2 separate regions of the Mus musculus genome follow, and region 1 is linked to region 2. A link is a contact called in public promoter capture Hi-C data. All regions are on one chromosome and are shown on one strand. The core of a region is the stretch at or near the end of the contact, and the rest is flanking DNA. Distances in the headings are between cores, read along the strand shown.

The links. Capture Hi-C pulls out chosen DNA fragments and counts their contacts.
Region 1: a promoter capture Hi-C map of adipose tissue shows a contact between it and region 2. The contact joins the promoter of Slc25a34 here to the promoter of C630004L07Rik in region 2. A contact is called at or near these places in 1 of 39 promoter capture datasets (embryonic stem cells), 4 of 115 datasets of contacts at active chromatin or transcription factors (astrocytes, embryonic midbrain, kidney and 1 more) and 3 of 9 other capture datasets (adipose tissue, embryonic stem cells and liver).

What each region holds. Positions count from the first base shown.
Region 1 is chr4:141,619,957-141,626,125 of GRCm38.p6, forward strand. It overlaps Slc25a34 (solute carrier family 25, member 34), which reads right to left and starts at 3,878. Exons shown (of 5, transcript NM_001013780.1): 1 at 3,321-3,878; 2 at 2,486-2,551; 3 at 2,248-2,400; 4 at 1,422-1,556; 5 at 1-638. The coding sequence starts at 3,740. The coding sequence ends at 456. Plekhm2 (pleckstrin homology domain containing, family M (with RUN domain) member 2) reads right to left here. Exons shown (of 20, transcript NM_001033150.2): 20 at 5,779-6,169.
Region 2 is chr4:141,241,028-141,247,442 of GRCm38.p6, forward strand. It overlaps C630004L07Rik (RIKEN cDNA C630004L07 gene), which reads right to left and starts at 3,863. Exons shown (of 2, transcript NR_165245.1): 1 at 3,768-3,863. Arhgef19 (Rho guanine nucleotide exchange factor (GEF) 19) reads left to right here. Exons shown (of 18, transcript NM_001379647.1): 3 at 3,791-3,939; 4 at 5,148-5,582; 5 at 5,922-6,203; 6 at 6,351-6,415. The coding sequence starts at 5,177.

The sequences.
Region 1 (6,169 bases), core at 2,628-5,127, 380 kb after region 2:
TTGTCTTCGTTGAGAGCATGGTATGGGGGTAGGCAGAGTTGAACTCCAGTCCTGGCTCTGTCATGGCAAACATATGTGGCTCCAGCCAGAGACATGGCTCCCCTCAGCCTCAGTTTCCCCATGCTGAGAGAGGCTCATGTGGTCACACAGTGGGTGGAGGACTGAGGAGCCAGTGCAGCTGAGTGGCTCCCCTAATGGGAATCTTTAAATGTAGGCATTGCTGTGGCCATGAGCTAAGGCATGGTAACCCAGGGGAGAGAAGGGAAATAAAGAGGTGGTGACATGGGGCACACTGGTCCTGGGGCTCAATGGATCCCAGTTGTCCATTGTTCCTTGCCTTCTCCTCCTGGCTTGTGGCAGGGCCTGACTCAAGCTAGCTCTGGGCAGCCAGTCTTACACTGACAGGCCATCACCTCTACCAGATGGCAGGCTTGGTGGTGGGATGAGGGTTGAGTCTAGGTGCCCTGGTGCTGGGCCCTCGCAACCAGTTTCCGAAGCTCATCCCAGAAGAACATGCTAAGGATGGTGTGGGGACCCAAGCGCAGATAGGCAGGGCCTAGGCCTTTGTAGAGTGCCAGGGGTCCCTCCTGTTGACAGGTCTTCACCAGGCAATCAGCGAGGCCCCCATACAGCTGGCCCTGGGGATAAACATGGGGAGAGGGTTGAGGGTCCCAGATGACACAGCCGAGTGTGTCTAGTAGTGTCAGAAGCAGCATCTGTTCCCATACAGGAGGGTTATAGACTGTGCTGCTAATAAAAAGGAGCCTTTGCCTGCAGGCAGATAGCCTCCTTCAGGGCTTGGATACAGCTTGGATATGGAGGCACACAAGCCTTTGTCCTCACACTTCCTATCGATGTTATGACAGAAAGGCCAAAATTCCAAACCCTGTCTCTCTCTCCCTCCCTCCCTCCCTCCCTCCCTCCCTCCCTCCCTCCCTCCCTCCCTCCCTTCCTTGCTTCCTTCCTTCCTTCCTCTCTCTCTCTTTCTCTCCTTCCCTCCCTCCCTCCCTCCCTCCCTCCCTCTCTCCTTTCTTTCTTTCTCTCTCTCTCTCTTTCTTTTCTTTTTCTTTTTGTTTTTTTTTTTTTGAGACAGGGTTTCTCTGTATAGCCCTGGCTGTCCTGGAACTCACTCTGTAGACCAGGCTGGCCTCGAACTCAGAAATCCGCCTGCCTCTGCCTCCCAAGTGCTGGGATTAAAGGCGTGCGCCACCACTGCCCGGTCAACCCTGTCCTTTCTAACGACATCTGGGTGACCTCAGCCGTGTCACTGGACCTCTCTGAGTTGATTTCTTCATCAGGAAACAGAATAAAACCCAAAGAACTTGGGACTTGCCTGTTAATGTGTTGTGAATATGGTGTGTGTTCCCTGGTGGCTCCATGTGTGTGTGTGTATGTCCCTGTTCCCTTTGTCCCCTGCTCACCCTGCCAGCTCTGTCCACTGGCTGATTGTACAGCCGCGTGCTGACGACGTCCAGGGGTGTCATGACTGCAACCACGGCTATACTGCTGATCATGCCACCAGCCAGGGTCACCAGCCAGCTGTCCTCCAAAAACCACTGTGGAGATGGCACAGGCTGTTCACCTTACCCACTGCCTATACTCACCCCTACTGTGCTCTCCCCCCTGCCCCAAGCCCACGAGGGCTGGAAGGGCTGAGCTGGGCAACCAAATCAGACCTCTCCAGCCATTTCCAACTCCCGATGCCAACCCTGCATTCCCTCATGATTTTAGAGTTCACCGATGACCGCCCCCCCCCCAACTCCTGTGGGACACAAAGGCTAGGTCGCAACTATAATGGCAGAGCTAACAACTTTATTTTCTTCCTCCCTCTATACAATCCTTCCTCAAACATGTACATTCTCTCTTGGTTGAGACAGATCTTGCTATGCAGCAGGTGTTCTCCAACTTGCAATCCTCCTGCCTCCACCTTCTAAGTTCTGAGATCACAGGTGAGGATCACTGTCCTAGCTGCAACCCCTCTCCCCTTCCTCCCCTTCTTTCTTCCTTCCATCTTCCTTCCTTCCTTTTCCTCCTCTCTGCCCCTCCCTCCCTTTTTCCTTTTCCATTTTTCCCCTGTCTTTCTTCCTCATGTAGGTAGTAGCATGGGCCTAGGAACGTAAGTGCATCTTGCCATGTTCAACAAGACCAGGTTTTTTTTTTGGGGGGGCCCCATTTGTCACCAACCCTGTGTGACAGAGGCAGGAAACCTCCCATTCCCTGTCTGTGTCAGTGTTCCCAGCTCCTTACCTGTCGATCCTGTACCCAAGCCTTGGCAGAGGTAAAGGTGGCCAGCTGGGCAGCTGAACCTACTGTGACTCGGGGCACAGCCCCACCCACACCCCGCCACAGCCCCAGCATGCCCTGTTGGCGCCAGATGGTCTCCAGGGCACTCAGGACACCCTGCAAGGAGGAGATGGTATGGGTCACTAGAGAGCCACTGCGCCTGCACAACCTGGAGCCCCGGGTCCCGGGGAAGGTATCTTACCTGATGCTGGTGCTGATGCCCCACGGCCATAGTAGCCACTGTCTGAGCCTGCAGCTGTGTCTTGACCTGCAAGTTCAGAGCAGATGGGAGCTCTAGGATAGAGCCTGGAAACTGAGAGGAGTGTGTGTGAGCCCCTCCCCTTGCATAGTATCCCTGACCCCCACATCTGAAGCTCGGAGGCAGTCTTGGTTGGCCAGAGCTCAGTTTTATTATTTTAAAATTTGAGACATTGTGTTTCATCACGTACCTCAGGCTGGCGCCAAATAGGTCTTGTCACCATGACCTTAATTCTGATTTTCCTGTCTCCACCTCTCAAATACTGGGCTTATGGGTAGGCAGGCGGTGCCACGATGCCTGGTTTATGTTGTGTTTGGGAACATACCCAGGGCTTAGTACATGTCAGGCAAACACAATACCAACTGAGCCACATCCTGAGGCCTGGCATACATCTTGGTGGCTCAGGTTTCTTAAGGAGATCTTTGGGACTGTGTTGCCACTCTCAAGGACAGAGTAAAGCATTCAGTGGCTAGACCAGGACACAACAACCCTCTGCTCTGTGGCAGGTTTTATTCTTACTGTATGCCAGGCTCCCTAGGTGCCACCACAGGCAAGCGAGGACTAGAATCTACCTACTCCATAACCTGCTCCCTCTCCCAGCAAAGACCAGTGGACATGGCTCCCAAAGAAGCAAGGGTCAGAGTGAGGGCAGATTTCAGGTCTGAGCCAGATATTCCCAGCGAACAGTCCCCTCCCAAACTGACACGCCCAACCCAGGGCCACAAAGTCCACTGGTCACGTTGGCCACGGAGCTATAAAGGAAGGAGAAGACACTTACCAGGTAAGCAGGACTCCCCACGAAGGCCCCCAATGCCCCAGCCGCAGCGCCTGCGACCACAGTGCCGCCTGGTTGTTGGGTGAGGCCAGCCTGGCATGCCAGGCTATAGCAGTAGAAACGGACACCATTCATGAGGCCCTGGTAGAGAAGGCCAGCAGCCAGCCCCTTCTGCAGGCCCCATAGCCCATCTGCCCGGGCCACGGCTGCAACAGAAGACACAAAGCCCCGGTAGGGCCGTGGGTAGGTGCCTGGGGCCTGCAGTTCCCCCTGCAGTTGTAGACGGGTCTTTACCACTTCCAGGGGGTTGGTGAATACACAGGCCAGGCAGCAGGCTGAGGCACCCAGCACCAGGTCCACAGCCGGGGACACCATCTCCCTCGAATCCATGGCAGGAGCCATCTGTGCCTGAGTTGGCTTCATGGCACAGGCTATAGATGGTAGTCTCTAGGCAGTCTGTACCTCTGCATGGTCACAGGGCTGGGGATCAAAGGGGGCCAGCACCATGTCTAGAGGGCAGAGATCCTGCCACTGGCTGGTGGCCCCTGGTTGTCTTGGAACTCCACCTGCTGTTCATCAGCAGGGCTATGGGAATCTGGACACACCTCCTCTGGCTCAGACCAATCCCAGCTGCTGCTGGCCAGGGCGGGCCTGGGCCATGGGATCTGGAGGAAAGGTCACTTGTGACTGGAAGGACAGTGGGCAGGAAGAAAGAGCCAAGCTAGAGTAGGGGAGGGCACCCCTCCTTGTCCTCTAGACTTCCTGTTCCATCTCCTGTCCCTGTAGGGCTCCAGCTAAAAGCCCTAGGCTTGTGGTGTCTTGGCTGTAAGCGTGGCCAACCAGCAACTGTGCCGTTTTAACCTCTGCCAGATTATAGCCCTATTCTCTCTCATCTCTCTCAAAGGTTTATTCACTTAATATCTTTTTTCTTTGAAGCGAGGTCTCTCTATATAACCCTGGCTGGCCTGAAACTAGCTATGTAGATCAGGTGGCCATAGACGCACAGAGATCCGCCCGCCTCTGCCTCCCCAGTGCTGGGATTAGAGTTGTGCGCCACCACACCCGGCTTTACAGTTCAACAGGAGTGAATGCAAGGGAGGGCCTCAGAGCCCTGCAGAGCCATGGGTGAGATCGTTCAGTTTCCTGTGATGGTGTCTCTCTCTCAAGGACTCACTGTGCTGCCCGGGCCACCTCCAAACTGGTGACTGGCTCCACTTGCCTCTGCCCCCCCCCCCCCCCAGTGCTGGCAACACAAACCTGGCCTGCTTTGTCTCTTACGTTCTTATGTTTTGCCTACATGTGTGTGTGAGCCTGGTGTCCATGGAGGTCAGAGAGGACGCTGTATACTCTGGAACTGGAGTTACACACGGGTCTGGGGGCTGAGCTACCATGTAGGTGGGTGCTGGGAATTGAACCCTGGACCTCTGGAAGAACAGCTAGTTCAGTGCTCTAACCACTGAATAATTTCTCCAATCCCGTTAATTTTATTTTATTTTAAGACAGGGTTGCTCTGTGTAGCTTTGGTGTCCTGGAACTATGGAGATCAGACTGGCCTGGAACTCACAGAAATCTGCTTGCCTCTGCTTCCCAAGTGCTGGAGTTAAAGGCATGCACCAGAAACACCATTGATGTGAATTCCTTTTTTAAAAGACAGAGTCTCTCTAGATAGCTTAGGTTATCCTGTGTGTGTGCATGTGTATGTGAGAGAGGATACACACATGACAGACACTGAGGGCAACTTTAGGGGCCATTATTTTAAAAAGGGTCACTTGAACACAAATCCTGCCCCACCCCCAGTCGATGTGAAAGCCAGGTGCCTAATGGTGTACGCAGCAGAGACACTCGACAACCGGATGAGCCACATCTGTGCAGGCCGCACACAGTATGCAAACCAGTGTGCGTATTTAAAAACCGTACAAGTGCTTAGCTCTAGAATTTTCCGTTTCCTGGTTTCACCACTCGTGAGGGAAGGTAACCTCTGTGGAGATGGTGCTGCACAGGAGGGGAGGGGAGAGTCCAGAAAGGCCCCGGGAGAGTGACGTGTCAAAAGCCTGCTGCACCCAGTGGAAGGTGGTCCACACCCCTCCTGTGGCCCGACTTCTAGTGCCTCAGTTACGCTCACCCCAAACTGCAGAGTCCCTGTTTGGGATGAAATGGAATGATGAGGGCCCCTAGGGGAGTAAACCTGGTGGCTCTAGCCATTTACCTTAACAACCAAGCCACCAGGCTCCCTCTTGTGGTGGCCCTGCAGGAAACCGGAAGGCACAGGGACTTCCAGGCCCTTCCTCCTCCAGGCAGCAGAGCAGAGTGGCCAAGGCCAACCTGGGGCTGATTCTTCTCCCTCTCCCTCTTTCTCTCTGTGTGTCTCTGTGTATGTATGCCCGCCCAGACAATGGCGATGGGGAGGGGGTGGGACGCTCCTCCACCCCCCTCACACCGAAAGAGGGTCAGCGACAAGTCTCAGCAATATAACATCAATTTTATTTTAAAAAACAAAACCCAATCCACCTGACCTGTCCCTCAAGGGACCTAACAGAGACCTCAAGAAGGGCCAGCCCCAGCCAAGCAGGGGTTGGTCGTCAGATGTCAAAGAAGCCACCACGCTCATGGGCTCCGCTCCTCTCTCTGACCCTCTCCTTTGCTCCTGGCAAGAGGAGCCAACTGACCCCTGGTTCTACAAGCTCTGCTGTATTTGAGGAAGAGGAGAGGCGGGGCTGTGGACATGCAGGGCCTCCTGGCAGCCCTGGAGGGCTGCGGGCTGGGCCCAGGCTGTGCATGGGGTGGATTTGTGAGGGGGGCATGCACAGATCCCTAGTGTTTGTCTTTCTTTGTGTGATTGGGACACTGTTCAA
Region 2 (6,415 bases), core at 2,613-5,112:
AACCCAAGGTCCAAACCCTCTGGTTTCCAGCGAGGGGCCAGGGCAGTGCCTCTTGGGAGGAATAGTCAGTTGGCGTTTTCTTCTCCACATCCCCTCTTCCTGCTCTACATTGACACAACTCTATCGCTCCCACTCACTCTGGACAGTGTCGTCTCACGGTGTAATGGTCCTTAGGTGGAGTAGAGGACCCCGCTTTGAGCTTAAAGTCATCAACTAGAAGCTAAAGAACCCACTCTGAGGGAGGGTTCACTGGGGTCTGGGCATGAAGTTTAGCAGGCCTATGGTATAGGAAGATTAGGGAACGGGCTTAGCTTAGCAACCCTGGAGATTGAAGATCAGGTGGTAGAGTGCTCGCCTGCAAAGGAGAGGTTCTGAGTTCAAGCCCCAACACTGTGTAAACTGGTGCTCGCTGTGATCCCAGCACTCAAAAGGTAGAGGCAGAAAGCTCAATATCCCAAGCTCGTCCTCACCTACATACCAAATTTTTCAGGGGAAAGGATGTGGAAGGGAGGTCAGCCAGGTGTCTCCCAGCACACCAGTCAGTGAGTGGCTAAGGAGGTTGGCAAGTGATGGTGCCAGATGAGTCTGGGTTTCATACTGATTATGATTATTCTCTTTCTTTTTTTCTTTGTGTTGACTTATTCATTTTTATTTTTCTATATGTGTGAGTTTTGCCTGCATGTCTGTAAGTGTATGGACCACATACATGCCTAGCGTCCAGGAAAGCCAAGAGAAAGTGTCAGATCACATGGTTGTGAGCCGCCATATGGGTATCAGGGACTGAGTCTGGTTTCTCTGCAAAGGCAGCAAGTGTTCCTAACCACTGAGCCATCTCTCCAGCCCCCATGTCGTTCTTGTTAACAATGCTCCTAGAGCTTTGGTTTCACCATCTGGAAGAGGTGATGGGACGTCACGGATGGGAGAGTACTCGTGTTTAGGGGTACAAGCCTCAGGTACTCAGCTCCTGAGTGGTAGCCGTCACAGTGTGGGCTTCAGAGGGTCGTAACGCACAGTAGGTAGACCCATGCTTTGCACACAGGAAGCGTACAGGCTTTCAACACTGGGGGCGTCGTCCTTGCAGCTTACCCTCCATACTCTGGGAATCTCACCCGCTTGCCAATTGCAAGGCGCTCACACACATAACAGGCGCTCACACCCAATCCAGAAACTGGGAGGAAGTGGCTTTACCTTTTCGGCAGGCTTGGCAAAGTCGTGTGCCTGGCACAGATCATGGAGCAACCCGCCATCACTATAGAGGCTTCCTTGACCTCAGCTGTGTCATTGACCTTACTAAAACTCCCTGTGGGCTGCTGCTCTCTATGAAGGTTCACTGGGGATGCACATGCTGAAGACCTAAAGGTTGGTCATTGCAGCAGGAAAGAGCCACTGGTGGGGAGTGGCCACCTGACTTCTGTCCCCCCAGCTATGCAGCTGAGTGTTCCTAATTTACAGATGTGGCTCATGGGGGAGGGGCGGGGGAGTGGCAGAGGAGGTCTCAAGATCCCCGAGAAGGGATTCCAGATTTGGAGCTTCCAGGACGTCCTCCACTCCCACAAAGTCCCCGCCCATACCTAGGACCTGGGAAGCTCCAGAGAGAGAAAGAGAGAGAGAGGGGTGGCCCACCTCCAAGGAGCAGATCCCAGCTAACCCCATCTTTAGGCAGTTGTCTGGGGTCCCTCCGAGCTTCTGGGAGGCATAGGGCTCCCATTGTTCCAGCCCCCTCTTGTACCTGACTGGCCAAACCGGTTCTGGGGAAGGGGGGCGGGGAGCAGGCACGTTGAGACAGCCGCCTGCCTCTGCAAGGCTCCCTCCCCCTCGCCTCCCCCCTCCCTGCCCCACACAATACCCAGGAGCTTACATTGCCCGGCCTTGGAGCCATGCTGACATGGTCCTCTGAGGACTTGGCTACAACCCCATTGCCCCCAGGGTGGCCTGGAGCCCTGGACTGTACCAGCAGCTTGACGGAGGAGCTCCCCGGCTGAGGTAGGGCCCTGGGTCAGCAACCGTCCTCCCCTTCCTGTATCCCGAGGGAGTCCTTTGTGCTGTCTGCCTGCTGTTTCTGGCTTCAGTCCATTCTTGCCTTCCTGGGACTTTGCTTGGCTTGGAACCCCCTTTCTGGCCATGACCTCCAACTAGGTTTTGTCCCTTAAGGAACAAGGGAATCTGGCAGGGTCTGTTCCTCTGAGCAGGCAGCCAAAGGGCATGGAGCAGGGAGGGAGGGAGGGCTGGGTACCAGGGCCAGAGGTGCTGTCCCAGACAACAGCAGTGCCTAGGGATGCTCTGGCAACTTGCTAGGCAGGCTGGTTACCCTCTCTAACTAGTAGAGACCATCCCTTGGCCTCTGCCGATCCTTCTCAGCCTGCAGAGACACCTATGAAACAGGTTTCATAAAGGGGGACCTGAGGGTCACCTGTCACATGAGGATACCAAGGCCTGAGGATGGGCTTGGTCAGTGTCAACACAGGACCTCAAACCCTGGTTTCCAGAGGGATCCTTGCTTCAAGAGCTCTAGTGTGTCCTGGGGTCACATCTGGGTACCCAGCCACCTGAAGTCCCTGAGACTTTCATTTTTATATTATCATCAGAGAAGTGCTACCCAGTATTAAACCCAGCTCTGGACCTAAATCACTAACATCAGCGTTGGGTGGTCTGCATCCTGAGAAGCTACTGGGCTGGCGCCCCAGCTTGACAGGCAACTCCCATGTCCTCTTCCTGACACTCTGCTTGGCTTGGAACCCCTGTCTAGCCATGACCTTTCCAGGCCTGAGCACTGTGGAAGCAGACCAGCTTGCCCACCCCTGACACATCTCTTTATCCTGTCTTCCTGAAAGCCCTTAGCTCCTCCTTCAGCCTTCTCCTCTGAGGTCTGAAGATGCTTCTGCCTTAAGATCTGATGTTTTGCTTATTTAACTTCATAAATCATGGTGGACAGGAGTTGTTCTCCGGGGGGCGTGGAGGGGGGATTCTAGGCCCGAGTATGCACTTACACCTAAAAGAGACCTGTGTGCTGGACAGGAGCTGACTCTGCCCCCCTTCTGCTTGCTCCTACTACTGGCTGCTGGCCCAAGGCATCCTCCACCAAAAAGTGAGATGACACTCAGGGGACCGCCTACCAGAGACAAGGCTCACAGTGCCCTGTACCTGAGGCATTGCTGTTAATTCTTGTATTAGCATCAGGAAGTGGGTACCAACTCTCCTACTTTAGGTTGAGTGAGCTACCCAGATTAGTACTTATAGACCTAAGGGACAAGGGCTAAACAAGGGAGTGAGGTACAGCAGTTTTTTGGGAGAGAGCCCCTGAGAAACAGCCAGCCTCTCCCTCAATCCCCCCCAAACTGAGAGAAGAAGCTGGGGTACAGTGGGGAGCCCCAACTCTCATATACCAGACGCACCCTGATGTTGCTGGTTCCGGCCTGGGGTCAATGCTCCATCTTTTTGTACTGAGTCCTTGAGGGTTTGAACCTTGCAACAGTAAGCTGGGATCTCCTCCAGGAAGCCTTCCTGGCATACTGAGACTGGACTGGGCCCAGCCCCCTTCTGTGTTAGTGCCTGTGGTTTGCTTCATGCCAACTCAGATTCTAACAGCTTTTGTTTCGGCTCTTCCACCAGGCAACCCCACTGAGCTATTATTTCTTCACCCCAGTCAGTCTCCCTGTGTTTGTTTGTTTGTTTGTTTTCGGGACTTCTCATCTGCCTGGGAATCTGGACCAGTCTGAGATTTGAGGTGTCTCAGCCTCAGCCTGTCCCCGGGGCCTCAAGGGTCTCACCCTCTGTGGTTTCTCTTCTTCAGAGTCTCCAGAGCCAGTTCCTGAGCTGTTGTCTCTAAGGCCGCCATTTCTCTGGGTCTCCCTCTTATTTCTGCCAGACTGGGCACTGCCCCTTTGGCCAAGGGGCCTCTGCAGGGGTCCTCGCTGCCCAGACTGCCCACAGCGCAACCAGGCAAGTGTAGGCCCCCGCCCAGCCCCAGCCCGCTGCCTGCTCCCTCCCTCTCTTTGCCTCACCACAGGGTTTGATGAATCAAACTCTTTGTCTGGGTGGGATCTCCCCCAGCCAGCTGGGCAGAGACAGGGCTTCCCTGCCGGAGCAGGCAGGCGGCAGCAGCTTCAGCTGAAGAGGTGAGGGGCAAGAGAGAGGCCACAGAGGGCCCAGGGCAGAGGTTTGAGGGTCTTGGACCACTGGGCTCACCATCCCGCCCTGGGGTGCTGGCACACTGCCCAGGGATGGCGTCCTGCCCAGAAACGGCCCATTCTGCCTGGCTTGATCCAGTGTCTGGGAGCTGGAATGGGGATAAACCCCTCAGTCACCCCAAACTGGGGATTGGGCATCTCTCTGCTCTTTCCTGGGAGGGACTAATCTGGGTGGTGGCCCTCCTGCCAGTCTGTGACCCTCCCAGCCAGCTTGGCAAGGCTGTAGGCATCACTCAGCGTGAAGGGCCTCAAGTCTGGGTATGGAAGGGGTTGGATAACTTCAGAATGAGACATTGGGGGCTGTGTGTATCTGCATCCTGGAATGTGCGTACATGCCTGGAACTTGTGTGTGTGTGTGTGTGTGTGTGTGTGTGAGAGAGAGAGAGAGAGAGAGCGAGAGAGAGAGAGAGAGAGAGAGAGAGTAAGAGAAAAATCTAAGCTTGTGTAACAAACTAAACCAAACCAAAAAAAACAAAAAGGATGTGACTGGTGACTGTATACCGGGTACTGGAGTTTGACATGTTTCAAGTTATCTGTGAAACTATGTTTGCCAGAAGAAAATGTGGGTCTGTGTGCTGGAGCATGAATTCGTGTGACAGTGTATGTTATCTGTATGTCTGGTCACATGTCCACATGTGAGAGAATTTCCTAGGTGGCTAAGAACGCAGCTTTGGAAGCCGTGACACCTGTGTGAGAATCCTGGCTCTGCCATTTGGCTCTCTCACCTACAGGCGTCAGTTCCTTAAGTCAGTCGATGGAGATTAAATGAGATGCTATGTGGGTGCTTCCTCATCTGCTAAGTGCTGGTGATTCCTACTGGCGTTTATTAAACAGACATGTGAGTGTATCTGTGTCCTGTGCACATGTGTGCATGAGGGTCTGTGCGGGCCTCCAGGACATGGTGGCTCACTGTCCCTCCCTGTCGTACTATATCTGGGTCTGACACCTTCTCTCCTGCAGGCCCAGGAGGGTGACAGAGTAAAGAAGGAATGGACTGTGGGCCACCTGCAACCCTCCAGCCTCACTTGGCTGGACCACCTGGCACCGCCCGTCGCCCAGTAGCTGTGTGCCAGCAGGAGAGCCTGTCCTTCGTGGAGCTGCCTCCGAGCCGACTGTGTGTGGATCTCTTTCCCATTGCTCCAGAGGAGCTGCAAGCTCCCGGTAGCCGCTGGTCCCTGGCAACCCCTGCCCCTCTCCAAGGACTGTTATGGCCGACGTCCCCAGGAGGCCCAGATACCCATATCGCCTCCACCAGTGGAGGAATGAGACCCGGCAGGGCTGGCAGCTGGCCTCACTGTCCTGGTGCCCAGCCCCCAACTCTGGTGGAACCGTGGAGTTCTCAGCACATGCAGCCCCAACGCAGGGCCAGCCACAGTGGCTCAGAGAAGTCAGCCTGTGAGTCACGATGGGGGGGGGGAGGGGCAGCCAGGGGAGGGACTTGGTGGCTCTTTTTGAACCCTTTAAACTCCGGAATGCCCCAAAAGGCAGGGCAAGTTTTAGGGACAAGGGAAAGATGGCTCATAGAGCCCAAGTGACTTGTCAGGATTACATAACTAGCCTGGCAGCCCCTATTTCCCTGTTCCCTTGTCAGGCCCTCTAGTCTCTATGTAAAGCTCTTGCGATGATCTCATTGCCCTGGGGACCTTATTTTGATGTTCAGGGTCATGCCGCCACAAGGAGGAAGATGGGGCAGACTACAGGGGGTGACAGGTGTTATTTTATCCTCACCCTTAGGGCGCAAGATGCAGGTGTATCATAACGAAGAGGCCACCGGCACCGAGACCCCTACGGGCCTTCTGGAGACTGGCCAGGCTGCGCAAGAGCAGGCTCTGTGTGCTCTAGAGCCCGGGCCCCAGGAGCTTTCTGGGAACGCCAGAGGGGGCCTTGAGGCACCGGAGCGAAGGCGTTTCTCGGCCTCAGAGCTGATGACTAGGCTGCATTCCTCTCTGCGCTTGGGGCGCAGCACTGCCACCAGGGTTCTGACCTCGGGCTCAGGTGCTGGAGCCATCCGGGAAGGTACCAGCTATTCTCCGGGCTCTGAGAGTAGCCTGAACTAGGCAGGCAGGGCACAGCCTACCCACCCGTGTTAAGGTCTTCGGGTGATCAGCCAGGTGCTCCGTGTTGTTCTCTGTATCGCCCAACCCCAGCTCTTGTTTTCTGTAGGGAAACTGCCCGTGAGGGAATCCCGAAGAGCCGAGACAAGGGCGGACAGTGTGTCGCTTCCAGGA